Linked DNA regions of Mus musculus: regions 1 and 3 are each linked to region 2. A link is a contact called in public Hi-C and HiChIP or PLAC-seq data. All regions are on one chromosome and are shown on one strand. The core of a region is the stretch at or near the end of the contact, and the rest is flanking DNA. Distances in the headings are between cores, read along the strand shown.

The links. HiChIP or PLAC-seq counts read pairs in DNA pulled down with a chosen protein or histone mark. Hi-C and Micro-C count contacts between places; a contact is called where the count stands out from the background.
Region 1: a Hi-C map of the Ba/F3 cell line shows a contact between it and region 2, with 4 times the contacts expected there. The contact joins two enhancer-like sites. A contact is called at or near these places in 1 of 15 datasets of contacts at CTCF or cohesin (pro-B cells), 3 of 484 Hi-C or Micro-C datasets (the Ba/F3 cell line, the HPC-7 cell line and group 2 innate lymphoid cells), 2 of 115 datasets of contacts at active chromatin or transcription factors (T-cell acute lymphoblastic leukemia and double positive thymocytes) and 1 of 9 other capture datasets (embryonic tail).
Region 3: a RAD21 HiChIP or PLAC-seq map of pro-B cells shows a contact between it and region 2, with 73 times the contacts expected there. The contact joins two enhancer-like sites. A contact is called at or near these places in 2 of 15 datasets of contacts at CTCF or cohesin (large pre-B cells and pro-B cells), 3 of 484 Hi-C or Micro-C datasets (double positive thymocytes, large pre-B cells and liver), 4 of 115 datasets of contacts at active chromatin or transcription factors (the 230-238 cell line, DN3 thymocytes, T-cell acute lymphoblastic leukemia and 1 more) and 2 of 9 other capture datasets (embryonic tail and embryonic trunk).

What each region holds. Positions count from the first base shown.
Region 1 is chr4:7,984,165-7,989,058 of GRCm38.p6, reverse strand. No RefSeq gene overlaps it. Among named protein-coding and RNA genes, the nearest start is that of Gm23860, 170 kb to the right of the region's middle. Within about 2 kb of position 1,533, at least 27 of the 459 cell types and tissues checked have an H3K27ac peak or open chromatin away from gene starts, as enhancers often do. A contact at or near this core is called in the Ba/F3 cell line and T-cell acute lymphoblastic leukemia, where this site is marked.
Region 2 is chr4:6,900,823-6,905,176 of GRCm38.p6, reverse strand. The region is part of intron 1 of Tox (thymocyte selection-associated high mobility group box); the gene reads left to right. Among named protein-coding and RNA genes, the nearest start is that of Tox, 88 kb to the left of the region's middle. Within about 2 kb of position 2,901, at least 45 of the 459 cell types and tissues checked have an H3K27ac peak or open chromatin away from gene starts, as enhancers often do. A contact at or near this core is called in the Ba/F3 cell line, T-cell acute lymphoblastic leukemia and pro-B cells, where this site is marked.
Region 3 is chr4:8,003,559-8,007,971 of GRCm38.p6, reverse strand. No RefSeq gene overlaps it. Among named protein-coding and RNA genes, the nearest start is that of Gm23860, 180 kb to the right of the region's middle. Within about 2 kb of position 2,636, at least 2 of the 459 cell types and tissues checked have an H3K27ac peak or open chromatin away from gene starts, as enhancers often do. A contact at or near this core is called in pro-B cells, where this site is marked.

The DNA.
Region 1 (4,894 bases), core at 284-2,783, 1.1 Mb before region 2:
TCACAAAAGGATCTCTGACTTCATAACTTTTTTGTGGGAGGAGGATTTGTTTACAAGATTGACTTGGTAAGTAGCTTTCACTCATACGCTAGGTAGGTCTGTCTTTGTAAACTGCTGATCTCTCATCTGGCATCTCTCTTTTTTTCATTTTGCAGTCCTGAGAAGCGAACCTAAGACCTTGTAGGGAAGAATCCTACCACTGAGTTACAACCATAACCTCGACTTTTTCTTCTGTTAGTTCAATTATCCCTTGAGATGGTTTGATCATGAGTATTCTTAATAAATTGAATTTTAAGTCTTGAAGTCATAAGGCCAGAACCTGGGATTTGTGTCCTACTACGCACAGATTAACCTGGGATCTGTGTCCTACTGCGCACAGATTAAAGTATCTGGTGAGAAGCTAAATGCTCTTTTTTTTTTTTTTTTTTGAATTTTATGAACTTTGTCAGAACCATTTGACTTGTTTGTAATTTGATACAGATTTATTATGTATATTATATCTGGAGAATTTCTGATGTTGTGTTTGTGGCTCTGTGGATCCTTTTCTAAATCTGTTGGAATGTTCCATTCTGCCCTCACACATGATGTGGCTAGGTTAATGAAACATCCACACAAGTGAGGAAAACAGAAGCCCTATGCACACTTAAACAATCAGCTGGTTACCAAGCAACATTGTAATTTGTATGGGAGCCACATGGGCACTTGGGAGATCATCTTGGAAGCCCTACCCTCTTGGCATAGTCCTATCTAAAAGCAGCTACAGGGACAGTATCAATTTTATTCTGTGTAACAGATCATATCTGAAGATCCCAGCTGTGAGAAATCAGTTCAGGGAACTGTGATTGACAATAAAACATGAATTCAAACAATTCCTATGCTTTGATATGTAGCTGTAGTGTAACAGTACTAACAGTAGCTAAACACATCTTTCGCTATAGCAATAGATCCTTTGACAAATATATTGTTCTTGAATATTCATAGAAAAGACATGCCATTTCTGGGCATAGCATAGTGGGTAGTACTTATCCAAAGTTTCCTGGGCCCATTGGTTTCCTTGTAAAATCTGAATAGTATTCCACTGCCATCTGGTGGCAAGACTAAATGTCCTAGATGTTTCATGAACTCAGATATGCTTAGTAACATTTGTGAAAAATGTTGAAATATAAATATAAAATACCCCAGGAACCAGCATTAGCAAGGAAAATATTGAGAGTTAGTTGGGGAGGAAAGTTAGCCAAATATACACACAGCAAAAGGAGTGTCTTACTTCTGTCTGTTGCTCTTACCAGCTCTGTATCACTCTTTAAGGAGCTGTGGGTACTAGGGAAATGCTGGGCTATGGGCAGCAGCGTTGTCTCAATCTTTCTTTCATTCTACTACATTTAGGAAGATAGGAAAATCAGAAGTGAAAATAAATGTTCCACTATCTTTCTTTTATGATGTGATTTTGAAATTACAACAGGTTCATGAGGCTGGCTAAGCCTTTTTGATGTGGGCAGTGACTGCTGCGGGGTAGGGGAGGAAACTGAGGAGCAGTAGAAGATGAAAGTGTTCAGGGCTGAGAATGTTTGGTTTTGCAGTCATCAGCAGGCCCAAACCATCAGGAACAGAATTAAAGCCAGTTGCTACAGAATGACTCAGCAAACTTGGCTACCTGAGCCAGGCTTCCCAGTGCTCTGTCAGAGCTGGACACTGTGCTCACAGGTCGGGTGAAGGGCTGAAGCTAGACTTTACCCTGCAGGAATGTCCTTTCTTCTTCAAAACAGATTATGGAGCTAAGGAACTCTACTAAATAAGGACCAAAAATTCAATTTATTTCCAGAAATAATTTTCCATCAAGGAAAAATCAACCATTTTCTTTTCATTGTATCTTGACTACAAAGGCACATCAGCACACTTACTGGAAGTAATGGGTATGTATATCATAGGAGGAAAACTTTCTTCTAAGCAAAGTGATTTTTCTCTGAACTTACATTGTTGAAAGAAACATGGCACTTATTTGATCTTCTCAAGTTGAAATAAATTTCTCTTAGCGTAATATGTATTATAATAATAGTATCTAGTTAAGATTTCATTATGACATTTCAGCTCAATGTAGACCACAGTCCCTGCCATGTTTCTATAAAACATTACTGGGTATGAGATACTCACATTAAGTACAATTGCCGAGATGACTGATGTTTAACTGCAGTCACTTTGTGTCGTTATTAAACTTCATTACAGAGTAAAGCATGTGGGTGGAATTGCGGCGTGATGCTTTTGTCATTTCCTCTTTCCCTTCCCCACGCACTTTTCAGTTACATCAACTCAATCACTTCATCTTATAGACGCAAAGATGAAGAAAGAAGAACAAAAACGTGGCCATTAGGGGAAGCGGCGCGAATGTGCATAGTTAATGGAAACCATTTTGACATTCTGTATTTGATTCCATGCTGTACCTACTCAAACAATTTCAATAGCATATTAGAACAAAATGCTACATTGTGCTGTTCACTAAGAATGCCAGTAATAGACTTCAAAAAAATTACCTTTTCACTGAAAGTATTATCTGCTGAAAATGAAGAAATGTTTTGCATTATGAGAAGCTAACAGTGCCAAGAGGGAATGAGGGCTGGTGTGATGACTGAGTGGGGGTGGAGGGGGAGGGAGTGGGAGCTGACTCTTTACTCTCCAAAATGCTCGCTTTCACTTAGTAACAGGGCAACCATGATATGCCCTCTCAGTCACTGGCCTCTCACTTTATGGATTCTCATTTTCTATATATTGTGATGCTATCATCATTAATCCAACCACAGATTTATGCTCGTTAAGATGGGATTTATAACTCTGTTTCCCACAAGAACAAAATGCAAAGCTGAGTGACTAGTTGTGAGTGTGTTCATTTTGACTGAGAATGGAACTTCCTCTGTAAAATGAGAGAGTAAGAAATGTGCCACTTTGCCCCTTCTTAGAATTGGGAACAAAACACCCATGGAAGGAGTTACAGAGACAAAGATTGGAGCTGAGACAAAAGGATAGACTATCTAGAGACTGCCATATCCGGGAATCCATCCCATAATCAGCCTCTAAACGCTGACACCATTGCATACACCAGCAAGATTTTGCTGAAAGGACCCTGATATAGCTATCTCTTGTAAGGCTATGCCGGAGCCTGGCAAACACAGAAGTGAATGCTCACAGTCAGCTATTGGATGGATCACAGGGCCCCCAATGGAGGAGCTAGAGAAAGTACCCAAGGAGCTAAAGGGGTCTGCAACGTCAAAAGATTGTGAACAGTTCATCATTCAGTTGATTGTTTTATGAAGTGTAGACCGTGAAAGCAGACTGCCATGCACGGCTCCTTCACTTACAAAGGGTGGGATTTGGTTGGGCCAATTTGGAGTCAGAGTTTTGGCTTGAATGGTACTGTTCATAAGTATAAAAGTTGTAAAGTGCCCTCCTTAGGAGCTTTGCAGACGCTGGAGGCAGCAAATGGAGGCCTGGGCTTGGGGCCCCAGTCACAGAGTCAGCTTTGTGCTTGTTTGCCTGGGAATCCTGTGTTGCCAGACAGGCAGGTGGGTGAGTCGACAGAAATCGAGCCTTCCAGCCTTCCATGGGTGTATGTTCCTTTGCACAGGCAACAACGGTTTTTATTCTCACTGTTATTCAGCAAACACATACATCCATCTTTGTTGCCACATCTGTGTCATGGGTCACCTAATACTGACAATTTTATATTTCTCTGCTGAAGAACTGAAGTGTTAGCTAAAGCATAAAACGGCACTTGACTACTCTAGAATGATCTGCCATTGCATTTCAGGGGAATTTCTGTACAAAGCCACTAGTATTTTTTTTTTTAAAAACCAAATGGTACTTTAAAATAGGAACTGTTATTTAAGCCAATAAATCATGCTTGAAGTTCACACATATGTGCCAGGAACTATATACAATGAGGAAAAAAAAAAAACATTAAAAGGCCGATCACCTGATGTGTGGATAGAGAGACAATGGAGCCAGCTGCTGCTTGGTGCATAATAGTGAGAACAGTAGGTCAGAGCACAGCAATCAATACCAAAGAGAAATCAACACATTCACCATCATCCCATAGCGCTAAGCTGATTATCTACTTCAAGTGATTGAGGCATCGAGTTGAATGCGTGAAGCAGCCTTTATTTTCTCTTTCAGAATGGAGAGCTAGGTATTCGGGTTAACTGGTGTCTTATGCTGCGTGTGGCTCCCTCTCCCAGCATAGATTTCCAAGGAGAGGATGAATGCCTACATCATTTTGTTAATTTTAACCATGCTTATCTACATAGAAGAGTGACTTCTGAGGTTCTTCACTTGCACACACACACACACACACACACACACACACACACACCTACACATGCACTGAATATAGGTGCTCAGATAAACATATACAAATGCATATCAGTCATTTTATCCGAAGGCTTCTGGTGTCAGCATCAGTGAATGGCCTCATCTGTGTTAGACTTATAATGGGGGAGGATAGGTAGATAGATAGATAGATAGATAGATAGATAGATAGATAGATAGATAGATAGATAGGTAGGTAGATAGATAGATAGGTAGGTAGATAGATAGATAGATAGATAGATAGATAGATAGATAGATAGATGACAGAGTGGTTCTACAGAGAAGGAGAGTAGGCTTGTAGAGCTTCACAATAAGGAATTCTCTAGGATTCTCTGACAGAGAATTTAGAGATAACTTTCTTAATGAAATGCACTGTTAGATTACTCTTCTCATCCTTATGAAAGCTGCAAAATCTAGCATCTGTCACATGGCTATCTCTCCTCTTGAGGGTACATAAGCAGTTCATAAATATTAGATTTTTCTTCTCTACTTCTCTACTGGTTATATAAATTATATAGATTTTCTTTTGAATGTGTGC
Region 2 (4,354 bases), core at 1,652-4,151:
TTAGTCCATGGGCCAGCAGTTTTCATATTACAACCCAAAGCTGTGTGTCCATTGTAGTCCTCAAGCATAGAGGGCTGGAGAGAGGGCTCAATGGTTATGAGCATTTGCTGCTCAACCCCAAGACTGGGGTTCAATTGCTAGCACCAAAGTTAGGGGGCTTACTAACTGCAACTCCAGGGGATCTCTTCCTCTGGCCTCTAAGAACATGTGTGCTCATACGCATATACACAACCCCACCCATAATTGAAAAATTAAATAAAAATTTAAAAATAGAAAATGGGGCTAGAGAAATGGCTCAGTGGTTAAGAGCACTGATTGCTCTTCCAGAGGCCCTGAGATCAATTCCCAGCAACCACATGGTGGCTCACAACCATCCATAATGAGATCTGGTGCCCTCTTCTGGAGTGTCTGAGGACAGCTACAGTGTACTTACATTATATATATATATATATATATATATATATATATATATATATATATATTCTTTAGTGGAAGTAAATTAAGTATTAGTAATAGCTTAATACAATTTCTGAAACAAAGTCAGTAGTTGATTATAAAGGCTAGTCCTTAATCCACCTGTTTAAAATCCCTGAGCTAAATTGAGTACCCAGTTTCCAAATGCTTTGGGATTAGAAGTATTTTAGAAACTTGAGTGTCTTCAGATCTTGCAACATTACATATACACGAGCTATCTTGTACATGGGTCTCATATCTAAATATGAAATTCACTAATATTTTTTGTATTCCTCACATGTAGCATTGAAATTTTATAGTATCTTTCATAATTTTGCATGTGAAAGTGTTTGCTGATATAAACTTTTCACCTGTTTTATGTTAGTTTAAGACATCGCAGATCTTATACCATTTTGAGTTTGGATTTTCAGATTAGGGAAGCTCAGCTTGTACACCCTTCCAAGCTGGGATGAAAATTACCATTGTCAAAATGGCTCATGATGAAATAAATATTCATGCACTCTTTTGCTTATTTTCCACAAACAGCACCTACTATGCACTCATCAGTTATTTTCTATTTATCAACTTATCACTCGAATTTAAAGAAAGAAGAATCATAGAGCTACAGCCAAGTTTTATGAGAAGAAATGCTTTTATATAGCAAATCAATCTCCCAAATGTTCAATAGCCAAACCATAGACATATTAAATAACCAGCCGTTAAGTAAGGTGATGCTGTGCAATGACTACAAGAGGAAAGCACACACAGGAAGCGCATTCCTACTGCACTGGCTGAAGCCACACCTCCATGTGTGGTTACTGTTTGCCTGCTCCAAGTGACGATGTGCCTGTGGGAAAAGACACCTAGGAAATGAGCATTTCTTTCCGTTATGCTATAAGCACGTTACAGTTGAGACACAAAGTAAAATCTCATTTTTGGCTGGGCAGTCTTTCATTGTCTTGTAGTTTCCGCAGCAGTAAGTATCTACTGTTAAAAGCAGAGCGCTGGCCTACTTCTGTCTATTTCCATTACTGTGCGCCTTTGTACCACATTGTCTTTCTCCTGGTGCCTAGTGGAACATTAAGGTTCATAATTATTTTGATAAGATCAGGGTTGTGGGCCCTTTTGTTGTTTTTCGGCTTCCTTATTTGCTAATAATTCAGATTCAGTGCTGAAGACTAACAAATCTCTTGACCAGGCAGGTTGGAAATGCAGAACTCTGAAAATAATACAGCAGCGATATTTTATAGACCTTTCGATGTGAAAAAGCTTATGGTCCAAATTCATATCACTGAGAGAAGTGAATGAGAGCTTACTATTCATGTAGGCAAAGAATGCATCCTGCTGAGAAAATTAATCAGGATTTACCTAAGTAAAAATTATAAACAGAAGTCTCAGGAGTCGTTGATAGGTTACAATATCTAGTTGAATCAATCCTGCACAAACTACACAGGATGATCTGTTTCTTTAAAAAATGCTCAGTGGTGTAAAAAGGAATAAAATTACATTTGTTTTTGGTCCTGAGTGGTTACAGTAGGATTATTGACTACCCTGTAATTCAATGCCCCATTTAACGAGAATGATATTAATTATGAGCACATTATTTTAAAAATTTCCAAAGCAGATTCTTTTGTGTCCACAGTGTGAAAACTCAGTGTCTGCCCATAGTCAGAGTTAGCTCTCCCTACAGTCCAGGGCAGCATGGAGGGGAGGCCAGCAAGTGGTTTGTGTGCATCTGGACCTTTCGGTGTCACTCAGGAAGCCTGGAAAATCTTTCAGCAAAAATGCTCATGCCATTTACCTCAGCATGACCTCACAGGCCCAGCATCTTGAGTCTGTCCAAGGATGTTTTATCCACAGCGCAGCCCACCTTGAAAGTTGTTATTCTAGAATATTCTTTATCCTAGAGTGAAATGTGAGGGCTCTTCTGCGTCACCGAACCCAAGGGTTAAGGTCAAGGGTAAGGGCAGAAAGGGAGATCCTTCCAACGCCTGCCCTGCCTTCCTATGCAGGTGCTTCAGATGTTTTCTCTTCACTTAGACCCTTGTCCATGAAACTGACTCAGCTTCTCTGAGGAGCATGTGAGGCTGCCATTCAAGGACATCTGACAACTGCAGTTTTCCTTGGAACATCACCATGTTAGTTGTTAGAACAATTTCAACGGACTACGTGGCGTTATGAGTTCACACAGTCTTGACTTGCAACTTATGGTCTTAGAGAAAATTTTTAAAAATTTAGATTACTTGAAAACCTTTCGAAACTGAAGCTTTTATGCCACTAGGGAGTGCAAAGCAGTCAGGTGTGCTTAGCCTTTATGCCATGGTTGTTGGTACAATCGAGAACGCACACTCTCTCTTTTTCTTTTTGAGTGGAACACATGAAGGAAAGCAGTTGCGAGAGACGGAAACCAACTCTTTTTCCATTCACCTTATTATTGAGCTGTGGTTTCCCAGCTTCCGTTTCTGTTATCAGAAGATCTGAAGCAAAGCTTCAGTTATGCAGAGAGAATGAGTTAACATCTAATCAAGTAGGAAAATAGCTTTAAACACCTGCTCCGAATTTGTAATATAATATTCAGAATAATATGACCTGGTAAATTACAGTTTAAAACCAGTGTAAGAAGCATGTCCTATTATAATGTCCATCAGGCATTTAATACCATTGTTCTTGTTTATTTCGTTTACTTAAGTTATAAAGAGTGTGTCTCATTCTTCTGAGAAATCTAGCATCTAACAGGTGTTTAATAACAGCATGCCTCTATGAAAATTATCTCAAGGGCACCCTTAGCAAAGGAGAGCAAGTCATTAAATACTAGTTTTAAAGTGACCTCAAAGCTTTACAATTAAGCAGCAAAGCTCACTTGTTATGCCTGTCTCCCTCTAGGGGATGATATGGTGCCAGGGACAGTGTGTTGGTGTTTTGAGAGACACTGGAGAAAGACAAAGAAAGGCAAATTTCTTAGGGTAGTATGCAAGCTGAAGAGAGAGAGGGAGGGAGAAGGGAGGGAGAGAGAGATATTAAGACAGAGAGAGATAGAGAGACAAAGAGAGATGGAGAAGGAGAGAGAAGAAGGGGAAGTGAAGGAGGAGTGAGATCAAAGTACAGTGTGCATGGACATGGCCTTTCCAAATTCATTTATTTCCAAACACAGTAGTATGAGTCTCTAACCGCCTCAGTGTGATAGCAGCAGATGTTCATTGCAACTACTGCAGAAAGCAGTGACTGTAGTGGAAAGGTGCTGGTCCCCAGCAGCCTGATGGAGGTATCACGCCTCCCAGAGGTAAAAAGAAAAATGGACTCTTAAAGGAAAGAAGTCTGCCTTTCTCATGGAGGTGATTGTAGCTGTGAACAGTAAAGAAGCAATATAGACACCCTCAACAGTGTATTATCCTTCATGATAATCGAGGGGGCAGCTAATGATTTGAGTGGGAGAGTGACTCAGAAGTCTACCAGACTCACACTCTACTAAGCTGTAGGAGTCTCTTATTGAAAATCTGCATCTTAGGCAGGTAAAGAAAATAGAAAGGAATCATAGTAAAAATAATTTATTCATATATACATAGACTATTTTGTTGCACGAGCTTAAATTGCCTTTTCCACAGCAACCAGTTTGGATCCAATTGAATACAATAAATGTCTTGTGACAGTGCTTGCATTTTTGCTTTGTGATTTCGGGCAAATGCAGAAAGATTACTGATGCATTCCTAGTCCAGAAATATGGTCTCTATTGATTGCGTTGACATGATAAATAGCAGTTTTACATGTTAATATTTATTCAGAGATGCTATTGCATCTATTATGAGCGTAAGTGCTTATAGAACCATTTATTGACATTCATTTTTAGTTGAGCCTAAGTTATCATTAGTGGTCTTTCCATAAATAGGCATTTGACACTTGAATA
Region 3 (4,413 bases), core at 1,387-3,886, 1.1 Mb before region 2:
AAATGCCATCTTGTTGGATTTTTCCTTTGATGAGTATGGCATATCCTTTCCTATCTCTTCTGATTAGTTTTCATTTGAATTCTATTTAGATATTTAAATGGCCACAACAGTTTTATTTAGATCATATTTCTTAGAATATCTTTTTTTCCAGCTATTTAGCCTGAGATAATGTTAAACCGTGAAGTATGTTCTTGGAAAGCAGCAGAAATGTGGATTTTGTTTTTGCATCCATTCTGTAAGTCACTGTGTTTTTATTGGGGAATTGAATCTGTTGATGTCAATGGCCAGTGATTGATTCCTGTAATTTTGTTGACATTGGTGGTGGTGGTGGTGGTGGTAGTGGTGGTGTGTGAGTGTGTGTGCATGTGTGTGTTGTATGTTTGTGCATGTGTACATGCACACATGCCCACTCACATACATGCATTTGTCTTCTTTGATTTTGCTTTTCTGAGACTACTCTCTGTGTTTTTATGGATGTAGTTAACCTCGTAAGATTAGAAGGTTTTTTTTGTTGTTGTTGTCATCATAGCTGACATTGTTGGAATTGTTATGTTCTAGCACCTTCTACGGGCCTGGATTTGTAGATAAATATTGTTTAAATTTAGATTTATCATGGAATATTTTTTTTCTCCATCTATGGTGATAAGTTTTTCTTGGTATAGTAATCTGAACTGGCATCTGTGGCCTCTTAGAGTCTGCAGTGGTGCAGTAAATCTCCAACCCCAATAAGCCCATGTAAAAAATACACAGTACAGTTATTATATTTATGATTTGAATGCCTAGATTGGGCAGGTCTACCACTACACTACTATATTCCCCAGCTATGAGATCCCTTGCTACTTGTGGCTTCTCCAGGCCATGCAGTTCTGCTCCATCTTCCTTCCATCTCTTCTTCCTCTGTCCTTCCCTTTCTCTTCCTCCATTCTCTAAGACCTCCAGCCCCACCTTTCCCTTCCACTGCCCAATAACAGGCTCTAGCCTTTATTCAACCAGTTAGAATGGGAAGAAAGTTCACATGAAATCACCTGAGTATGTGATTCCTCTTGAGGAAGCAGAATTCACATCAGAATACAAACAGCACCAGGGCAACCCACAAGTCACCATGCGATGGAAATGTCTTCCTACTCCTTTTTACTGCAACACTATTAATAATGATTGTTTACTCAGACTACACATCCACCAAGAGATGAATGAGTAGAGAAAACGAGGTCATGTATATTATGCGACTTTTTTTCAGTAATAAAAGAAAGTTAAACTATGTCATTTTCAAGAAAATGGCCTAAACTGGAGATTATTGAGTTAAATCCATTTAGCCAGACTCAGAAAAACAAATCTCACTTTTTCTCTCAGATGAGGTGTTCTAATTTCAATGTAAAAAACGTGAAAGTAGAAGAGAGACTGGAATGTGGGAAAGAATGAATGGGGGCAGGTAGAGGGAAACAGGAGATGGTAACATGGGCTAATTAGTACATGCTATATGGAGAATTTTATTAAACCCATGATTTGTGTAATTAATATATACCAACAAAATGCAGGAAGAAAAGACTGGGAGTGTGTTAGAGTGCTTGTTTAATGTTTAAAACCCTGGGTTCACTCCTCAGCACTATGGGAAAATGGGGTGATTTAAAACACACACACACACGCACACACACACACACACACACACACACACACACCAGCAAAGTAAAATGACAGTACTCCCACAAATAAGAATCTTTAGGATATATACATATGTTGACTTCTATTAGTTTTCCCTATTGTTTTTATTTTTGTATTTATTTTCAACTGATCCACAAAGTCAAAACTTGTACATATTAATATATTATTTTGTGTTAAAGTATTTATCTTTTCAACATTTATCCTTTCTTTATGGTGAAAACTTTCAGAATATTTTCTTCTAGAGCTTTAAATGTGCAATATGTAATCTATAGTTATCTTAGTAGGACAGCATGCTGGATTCCTGTCTATCTGTAACTGTGCCCAGTGAGGAACGATTCTTTATCTTTCTATTCTCAAAGAGGAATTTTAAAACAGTGTTTATGACAATGTTTAAGTGTATATATGTTAAAAGATGAACACGAGAAAAGACACAGATGATAGAAAATAGAGGCAAATGAAAATTTCAGATACTAAATATTGAATTTACTGTATATTATGAAAAAATAAAGCAAGCAGTTAAAATGAGCTTGACACTAGAAATCTAATGCAGAAGGAAGGAGAAGAGGGTGGAGGGAATGGCTGAGTGGCCTTCTTAAGCATGTGTGAGCTAAGACCGAGTGGCTACAATATATGTAATAGAGTTTCAGAAGGAGAGAGAAGGGATGATGGGTAGAAGAAATCCTTGCAGATAATGACCAAAGTATTTCTCATCTTAATGAAAAGGGTAAGGCTTAAATATATGAAGAAAAATTAATCACAATCAAATGTTTTTAAAGTCAGTGAGAAATACAAAAATATGGAAATGATTCTTATTAAAATGGACACACTTTCCACACTGCAAGGGTCCTCAGCTTCAGCACTGTAGGAAATGTGCAGATAATTCCTTGATTGAGGGAGCATTCTTGTATTGAGAATGTTTAGCAACATCCTTCACCTTTGCCCACTAGATGGCAGTAACAACACCCCTCAGTGGCAATCAAAGTGTCTGCAGATGCTGTCTATTTCCCTTGGGGAGAAAATTGCCCCCTATCAGGGATCACTGTCCATAGGAGCACAGATGAAAATAATTTCAGAGTTCTTATGAAAAATTTGCAATCCGGATGACAACAGTACACAGCTTCAAAATGTCAGAGGAGGGGACTGTCAAATTGATATTCTGTATTCCCTTAAAATGTTCCTTAGAAAACCCATTTTTATTTCAATAAAACTACAGCTGAGAGAATTCATTGCCAATAATCTTGCACTATAAGCAGTGTGAAAGAAAGTTCTCCTGGCTTGAGGGAAACGATACAAGTAGAAACAGTTTTATAATGAAATAATGCCAGATATGGTGAATATGAAGAGAAAAATATAAAATGCCATTTCCTCTGATATTTTTTATGTCCTTAAAATATTCTTGTCAATTTCGATCAAAAGCAATACTGTACACTGTAAGATTAGTAGCAATGGGACAAAGAATGGTACAGAGGGAGAAACATGTGCTATGCATGAAGAGGTTCTCACTTGAAAGCAACTTGTGCTAAGTTATTGTAGATATTCATGCTACAAACTGTCCAGCAGTCACATTAGTAAATACATATGTTGAGTCAGAGATATCAAGGATGGGATGTGATGAAAGAATTACTCAGTTAATGCAGAATTCCTTGGTGGAGAGGAATGAAGAATGGATCACGTAGGAAATGCACAGACTTACATCCAAATATGTCAATGAATATGTGAAATAAAGTAGTCTAAATATTCCAGCTTAAAAACAGAAATAACCAGACATCAAGAGTTAGCTGTATGCTTTCTAAATGTAGAAACAGTTTTCTCCAAAAAAAAAGGGGGGGGGTGGTAATTCTCTACTGCATCAACAATATGGCTAGTGTCATGAAAGATTCTTTCCTAAAGAACACTAACATTTTATTTCATTTTTACATTATAATGTTTTAGCCTCATTACATTTTAATCTTTGAGGCTGAGCAACACAGGCATATTTGTAAAATTGTGAAAAAAGTGAGCACTGGGGACAGCTGCGAGGAGTTGTAGATTGTCAAAGGAAACATCAGGTTTTGCCCCAGAGATTAACCACCCTGAACCGGCTAGTCCAAATAATGCCAGTGGCAAAACACCACTCCCCTTGAAGAGTGCTTCTTCCTTTGTTTTTGAAAAAAATTCAATATATTTGATCATGTTTTCCCTTCTCCCAGTTTCTCCTATTCACTTCAACGTTATGCTTTTCTCTCTTTCAAAAATAAACAAATAACAACAACAGAACAAGAAACCCAATCCTTGCCCTCCAAACAACACAAAAATAAAAAAAAAAAAATTAACCCAGCAAAAGGCCAATGAGACAAGACATGTCAAAATAAAGCAACATGAAACAAAAATAGCATTGCGCTCCTTCTGTGGTGGTCCAGTATGCCTGGGCATGGGTCCTGCCTTGCAGTGTGGGTGATATACCCAGTGTCACTTCACTGCAGTATGGGTGATACACCCAGTGTCACGTCACTGGACAAGACTGATTTTCCCTTTGTCAGCAGGTATCAATTGTGGATAGCTTCTTGACTAAGGGTGGGACCCCATGTCCACTAGTTCTACTAAGTGCTGGGACCTCATCTGCCTTATATCTGTGCAGACATATGCATAATACCACAGTCTCTATGAGTTCATACGTGCATCAGTCTTGCTTGTCTGGAAGACAGTTCTCCATTATCTCTGGCTCTTACAATCTTTCTACTTCATCTTCAGGATAGATTCTTCAGTCTTGAGGCC